Regions from separate parts of the Gossypium hirsutum genome. Here region 1 is linked to region 2. Evidence: chromatin contacts called from public Hi-C data. All regions are on one chromosome and are shown on one strand. Each heading gives the region's core, a stretch centred on a gene start, on an enhancer-like site or on the middle of the called end of the contact. The rest is flanking DNA. Distances are from core to core; before and after follow the strand shown.

Region 1 (3,489 bases), core at 820-3,319, 390 kb before region 2:
TAGTTATTATAACATAATTTAATTTCTTAAATGACATGGAACTTTTTATAAGGGAACCCGTGAATAACAAATAACAATTTATTACCATCTTATTAACTGTGTTTGATATGTGATCATCGTTATTAATCAAAGAACCCATTTTGATATTTGCAATTTTAAAACAAATTTCGATAATTAATTTCTAAGTTTGTTTCATTTTAAATATTTGTCAAAATACCTAAATGTGATACAATAAATATAGTACAAAAATTTCATTACTAAAATACTAAACAGTTTTTTCCACATCATATTTTTTGCTATACTATTACAGTATATAATTAACAAAATAAAAACATCTCATAAATTTCAACTAAATGGTCCCATCTTTTACCTACATAAAAAACAAAAAAATTATGTTAAAATAATAAAAATGATCAAAAACAAAATAAACTTAATTAGACTATATATTGTTATGTGCATCTAATAGTAAACCTAAAAAAATGCCAATAAAAAAATATAACAGAAACATAACATAAACTATCTCAACATAATAAATCTAATAAATGCGAATGTTGTTGTTATTATTATTATTATTGAAATAAACAGATTGGGCTTTTGCTTATCATCAATGCAAAACAAAAAACTTAAAGACAGACATAAGTCCAAAAATACCAGACAAAAACCCAAACAAATCTAAAACACACATGACAAATAAATTACATAAAAAAATAAAACATAGAGGATTTTACATAAATACGAATATTGTTATTTAAATGTAATAAAAAACATAAAAAAAACTTAAGAATGAAAATAGAAAATAGAAAATACCTTACCAAAATAAAATCTATAAATTTTTTTCCTTTTTTACCGAAATAATCCTTACAAAAATAAAAAAATTAAAATCCAAAATAAATAAAAAAACAACAAAAAAAATTAACATTTATAAAAAAAAACCCACTAAATTAAAAAATACCTTTTATGATTTTTTTAAACATTAAACCCTTATAACCCCTAAATACAACCCCTTAATTTTTTTTTCAAACTCTAAACACAACCCCAAATTCAATCCCTTTTTCCTTCTCCTTCTCCTCTCTTACCTATTCTACTTGTCTTTTTTTTTCTTTTTTCCCTTCCTTCCCTTCCCTTCCTTCCCTTCCCTTCCCGTTCTCTTCTTCTTCTTCTCTTATTCTAAACTGTTTTTTTTCTTTCAGATCAAAAAATGGGATTATGGACCATTATAATGTCCCCAAAACATAAGTCACGAGATCAGTGATGGTCCCATCCCATCGCTGCAGAAGAGACTGGTGCCGCCTGTCAGGTGGGCTTCACTAGCTTGGTGCCGCTTGTTAGGTGCCCTTCACCTTCAGTTGCCACAGGGTTGGGTTGGGTTTGGGTCGTATACGGGTCGTATTCGACCCATATTTCTTTGGTGTCGCCTATCAACAAGCCATGACCTATTAAAATATAAATTTTTTTAAATGTCTGTCAAAATTTGAGGGTGATGCCATCTATTCACCACCTTCTACCAACCAATTCATACCATTCTTGTAAATAATCCCCATCCAGCCCATTTTCGAATTTAATATAATAAAATGTAAATAAAAAAAGCCTAAATTTGGTCATTAACCTTTAAAAAAGAATCAAATCATTTTTTAATAAAAATGTTGACTAAAACATCAATTTTTTTTAATAATGTTGACATGACAACCAGCATGATGGTTCACGTGTATTTTATGTTGACATAATATTATTTGTCAAATAATAATAAAATAAAAAAATTAGAATGAAATATATGAATTATCATATTTAAAAATTTAATATTTTTATCAATATTTTCGTTAAAAAAAAATTAAACTCCTCCTGAAAAGTTGAGGGCAGTTTTTGATAAATTTAACTAAAAAATAAAAATAAAAATAAGTTGATAGGTAGATTCCGCATTATGGTGTAACAATAAAAACTTTATTTTATTTGCCTTCATAATTGGGCCTTAAATTAAGAAAAAGAAAACTAGTTGGGCTTTAATTGCATCCCTGAAAATTTTACTTGTTTTATTTTTATTTGCCATTTGCATTACATTATTATCCGGAATTCCGGATTGAAATCAGTTCGTACAAAAAAATATTTCTTTAAATCACTCTGCAGAAGCATTCCCTGCTGACAAAATTTTGCAACCAAAAGAAAAGGAAAATGCCTGCTTCTTCAATGGAGTTTCCAGTTCTCACGGGTTCTCATGTAGTTTCTCGCATTTCCTTATTGACCCGTTTCTCTTCAAAGTCTGTTTTCTTCAATTCTTTCTTTGGTCCCAAAAGTTTGTGTTGTAAAAGATTGTGTTATAACCCGACGTCTGTTGTTAAAATTTCGATGAGTATGGAGAAACAGTCTAGCTCTTTAAATGGGTACGGCCAAAACATGGAGCGGAACAGTGGGGTGCTCGAAGTGATTGCCATTGGTAGTAGGAAAGATGCTCTACTTGAATTTTGCTTGGACTCGCCTTTCCAGTCGTCTTCTTTGAGATTTTGGTAATTTCCCTTTAATTTGATTTTAATTTTTTTGTTTTGGTTTTTAAAGGTTTTAATTTGAATTAGGCATGCTTTTGGTAAATGGTTGACGGTATAATGGAAATGAAGCCAACAGGAAGTATCTTGTTGTCATGTTGATCTTGTTAAACTGCTGTTTTTCTATACATGAGCATATTATTTGCTGCCTTTGGTTAAGATTGCATATATCAACACAAATCAACTACCAGGCTGCCTTTTTCTACTGAGGTTATCATACTTTATTTGTGGCATAGGCTAGTGGAGACGATTTTCCTATGGTTGTGTCTTAACATTACTAAGAAAACCTTCAAAAATCTGGATTGCAATAATGACTCTTATCTTGGGGCAAATCTTTGGCACTGAATATTTTTTTAATTAGTGTAAGATGCCTGCATTCCTTGGAGCTCAAAGTACAACTGCTGAGAGGTTTGAGATATAAGCTCAAAACATTTTCCCGTGCTGTGAAGTGCTAAAATTGCTTCAGATTTCTCTAATCTTGTTGCTTTATAAATTCTGACAGGTTGTTGTTATGAATGGATATATTCTCTTCAAATTCACTACTTTCAAGCAATCTTGTCATAATGTTATAGCAAAAGCTTTGGTTCAAGATCTAGTATTGGTTTCTAGCTTTTGGCATCACATCTTTTTCAATGATAATATATTTGAGATTCTCTCCTGTATCTTTCTTTTTCTTTCCAGGAATGTTCTCATGAAAGACTCATCAAATGTGCAGTTACAACAAAGGTTCCTAGGAAAAGGTTTTATCCTATCTTTAACTCTTTAGTTAGTATATCATGCTACATCAACCAAATATCAAATCCAAATTTGAAATTATATCTAGACTGTAAGATTCCATCGTAGTTATTTTACCTCGAAAATCATGTCTTATGGTTGACTGTTTTTGTGAAGATTCTTGCTTTTACTTACAAATTTAATTTAAATCCTTTATGATATTTGGAATGAAGGTAATTTG
Region 2 (3,716 bases), core at 84-2,583:
AAAAATTAACCCTCAAAATTTATAAATATTTCTAATTTGATCTCAATTCTAAAAAAAATTAATAAGTATATAAATATTTTTAAAAAATATATTAATAAATTTAAAAATATATAAAAATACATAAAATTTTTAAAATTTATAGTAATAAATTTAAATTTTATATTAATATTAACATTAAATAAATAAATAAAAATTCCCACCCCATCCCTCTGCCCATTCCCCACCGAACCGGGCATTGAAGGAGATGAGATTGCTCAACTTGCCAAGGAAAATATTGCTACTCCCTGAATGTGGGCGGGTTGTAATAGTTTTCTGAGTTCCGTTATAGATTTCTGCAAGCAAAATTCAAGAGCATCATCTGTTCACTGTCGACAGCCATTTGCTTCAATGGTGGGGTAGGTCCGGTGAAGGAGGGGGAGAAGGAGGGTGGGGGAGGGGAGGGGAGTTTTTTTTTTTTTTTTCTAAATATTAATATAATGATTTTTATTTAATATTAATATTAATGCACAATTTAAATTTGTTATATTTTTGAAAACATTTTATGTATTTTTATATATTTGTTTGAATTTTTTAGAATTAGTATCAAATTGAGAATATATGTAATTTTTGAGAGTTAATTTTTTAAAATTATGATTAATATATAAAATTGAGGGCTAAATTTATTATTATACCAATTTTTTTAATTGCCACATCAGTTTGTTGTTTGTGCTTTTAACGGGAGTGATCAAAATAACTGAACTATGTAATGTGGGTGTTTAAATTACAATTTTTTTTATTTTAAGTGTCTAAGATGAAATTTTTTTATAATTGAATGATTATCTATTATATTCAATTTTTTAAAAATATTTTAATATCATATATCCAAACTAATCAAACAATTGATGTTAATGTAGTTTTTTTTATTAATTTATAAAATTTAAGGAAAGGGCTTATTTTAATTAATCACACTAGATAATTATTTATTATTCCTAAAATATTGGAATAGCCACAAAGTTTGTTAGAAAAATTGATGTTAATTCTGATATTTATTTATATAAAAAAGAGAAATAATGGGTAAAATCAACTTGTTGGTTTAATATTGAGTTAGGAAGCCTAATGTTGACTTATTTTCAGATTGAGAAAAGAAATGAATGGTTATTAATAAAGTTGTAAGGTTATTGGGGAATATTCAAAGAGGCCATATTTTGACATTGACTTGCTCCTCATCCACTCATACCACATAACAACTAGGCCCTGTTTGGCATTGTCAGGTATTTTTTGATTTTGGTTAATCTTAGGCCTAACATCCAATTACTACTATATATTAATTCATCGTATTGCTGACTCAAGTCCGAATTAAGAATGATTTATTATTGTTTAAATAAAATGAAGGCTTACTAAGGCTTTATGCTTTTCTTCTAACTTTCATTCAAAGTACTCTAATTTGGAGAAACCTAAAATACCCAATTTACAAACATTGTTCTTCCGATATTAAACCATTGTTAAAAATTTTGATTACATCTTTTTACAACCAATAAAATTGTTACCCCACATTAGCATGAAATTTGATTTCAAAGGTTTTCTAGACTTGTTATGAATAAAAATACAAAAGGCTTTGAAAAGTATGTTCTTTGTCGAAGTATCTAAACTCGGTTTTTAGTATATTAACCAAACTAAGTGCTTAAAACTAAACAATTTTCATTAAGCGAAATATGGAAAGAATCAATAAATCACCCAAACGACGCTTTGAAGCGGCTTGAGGGGCGAAGGTGGTTTGCGCCATGGCACGAAAGTTGAAAATTCGTGGGAAACAAGGAAAAGGAATTATTGAAAAGAGCGGCAGGCTGGAAACCCATTTTGATGTTTCAGTGGGTGAGCTGGCTGGTTAGTGGTTAGCCAATGATCTGAATTATCAAAACCAGGGCTGCGATGGCTTTCTTTGACTATTGGCTTCCTTCTAATTATATCTTACCATGTGTGTATCTTTCTTTATTCTTCCCCAAAATTCCATTTTTTATATTTGCTCCCCTTTTTGAGTATTCATTTGCAAGGCGAACAAGGTCAAATTTGGTATTTGCGCAAGTCATTTTCTAATGGAAGTGGTCAACTTGAACAAAGTCTTCCAATCACATCCCTATAAATACCCATTTGCCTCTCAATGCTTCCTTCACCCAGCAACAGCGGTTTTTAGCTTTATACAGATCTTTCATTTCATTCAAATTTTACAGTTTTTTTCGTGTTTCTTGACACATCAACCATGGTGCTATCCAAGACAGCTTCTCAATCTGATGTCTCAGTTCACTCCACTTTTGCCTCTCGTTATGTCCGAGACCAACTTCCTAGGTAAATCTCCAGCTCCCTGGGTTCATAGCATCATTTATATGGTGAAAATAGTGGGTAATTAGAAAATTATTGCAGGTTCAGGATGCCAGAGAACTCAATACCAAAAGACGCTGCATATCAGATCATCAACGATGAACTGATGCTTGATGGGAACCCGAGGTTGAACCTTGCCTCTTTTGTCACTACCTGGATGGAGCCTGAATGTAATAAGCTTATTATGGATGCCATTAACAAGAACTATGTCGACATGGATGAGTACCCTGTCACCACCGAGCTTCAGGTTTTTATTCGTAATTCAATGAAAAAGTCAAAAGCTTCAATGGTTTTTGCCTCCTAATGGTGTCATTTTCCTATTTTTGATGCAGAATCGGTGTGTGAACATGATAGCACATTTGTTCAATGCACCACTTGGGGACTCGGAGACTGCCGTTGGAGTGGGAACCGTTGGTTCATCCGAGGCAATCATGTTGGCTGGCCTTGCCTTCAAGAGGAAGTGGCAAAACAAGCGTAAAGCTGAAGGCAAACCATATGACAAGCCCAACATCGTAACCGGAGCCAATGTTCAAGTGTGCTGGGAGAAATTCGCCAGGTACTTTGAAGTGGAGTTGAAGGAAGTGAAGCTAAGGGAAGGTTACTATGTAATGGACCCTGCCAAAGCTGTGGAAATGGTTGATGAAAACACCATCTGTGTAGCAGCCATATTGGGTTCAACCCTCAATGGTGAATTTGAAGACGTCAAGCTTTTAAACGATCTCTTGGTAGAAAAGAACAAGGAAACTGGGTACATATCAAATTTTTTTTTCAGTAACATAAATTTTATAAACTTGAAACATCTCAAGTGCTGATCTTTTAATATCTGTTATGCAGATGGGATACCCCAATTCATGTTGATGCAGCTAGTGGTGGATTCATTGCACCATTTTTGTACCCAGAGCTTGAGTGGGACTTTAGGCTTCCACTTGTGAAGAGCATCAATGTTAGTGGCCACAAATATGGTCTTGTTTATGCTGGAATTGGTTGGGTTATCTGGAGGAACAAGGAAGACTTGCCTGAAGAACTTATTTTCCACATTAACTACCTTGGAGCTGATCAACCCACTTTCACTCTCAATTTCTCCAAAGGTAACTTATTATTTTAATAAAATTTCATTCATTCTCATTTGTCCATTACAAAATCCAACATTAAACTCAAGTATATGCTGTTTTATTTGCAGGTTCTAGCCAAGTCATTGCTCAGTATTACCAGCTAATTCGTTTGGGTTATGAGGTGAGAACTAAGAACATGGCTGATTCAATTCAGGCCAACAAATTTGGCTTCCAACGTATGATTCAATGGTGTATTTTTTTTTTGTTACTACAGGGATACAGAAATATAATGGAGAACTGTCATGAAAA

Evidence for each region. A called contact is a pair of places that touch in the nucleus more often than the background predicts.
Region 1: a contact with region 2 is called in a Hi-C map of leaf, with 2.6 times the contacts expected there. The contact joins the promoter of LOC107922665 here to the promoter of LOC107920960 in region 2. A contact is called at or near these places in 6 of 34 Hi-C or Micro-C datasets (leaf, petal and seedling).

Annotation. Positions count from the first base shown.
Region 1 is chrD01:43,151,940-43,155,428 of Gossypium_hirsutum_v2.1, reverse strand. LOC107922665 (protein ACCUMULATION AND REPLICATION OF CHLOROPLASTS 3) reads left to right here and starts at 2,069. Exons shown (of 16, transcript XM_041086263.1): 1 at 2,069-2,498; 2 at 3,216-3,274. The coding sequence starts at 2,167.
Region 2 is chrD01:42,756,830-42,760,545 of Gossypium_hirsutum_v2.1, reverse strand. It overlaps LOC107920960 (glutamate decarboxylase), which reads left to right and starts at 1,333. Exons shown (of 6, transcript XM_016850792.2): 1 at 1,333-2,322; 2 at 2,398-2,602; 3 at 2,688-3,103; 4 at 3,190-3,443; 5 at 3,536-3,588; 6 at 3,682-3,716. The coding sequence starts at 2,237.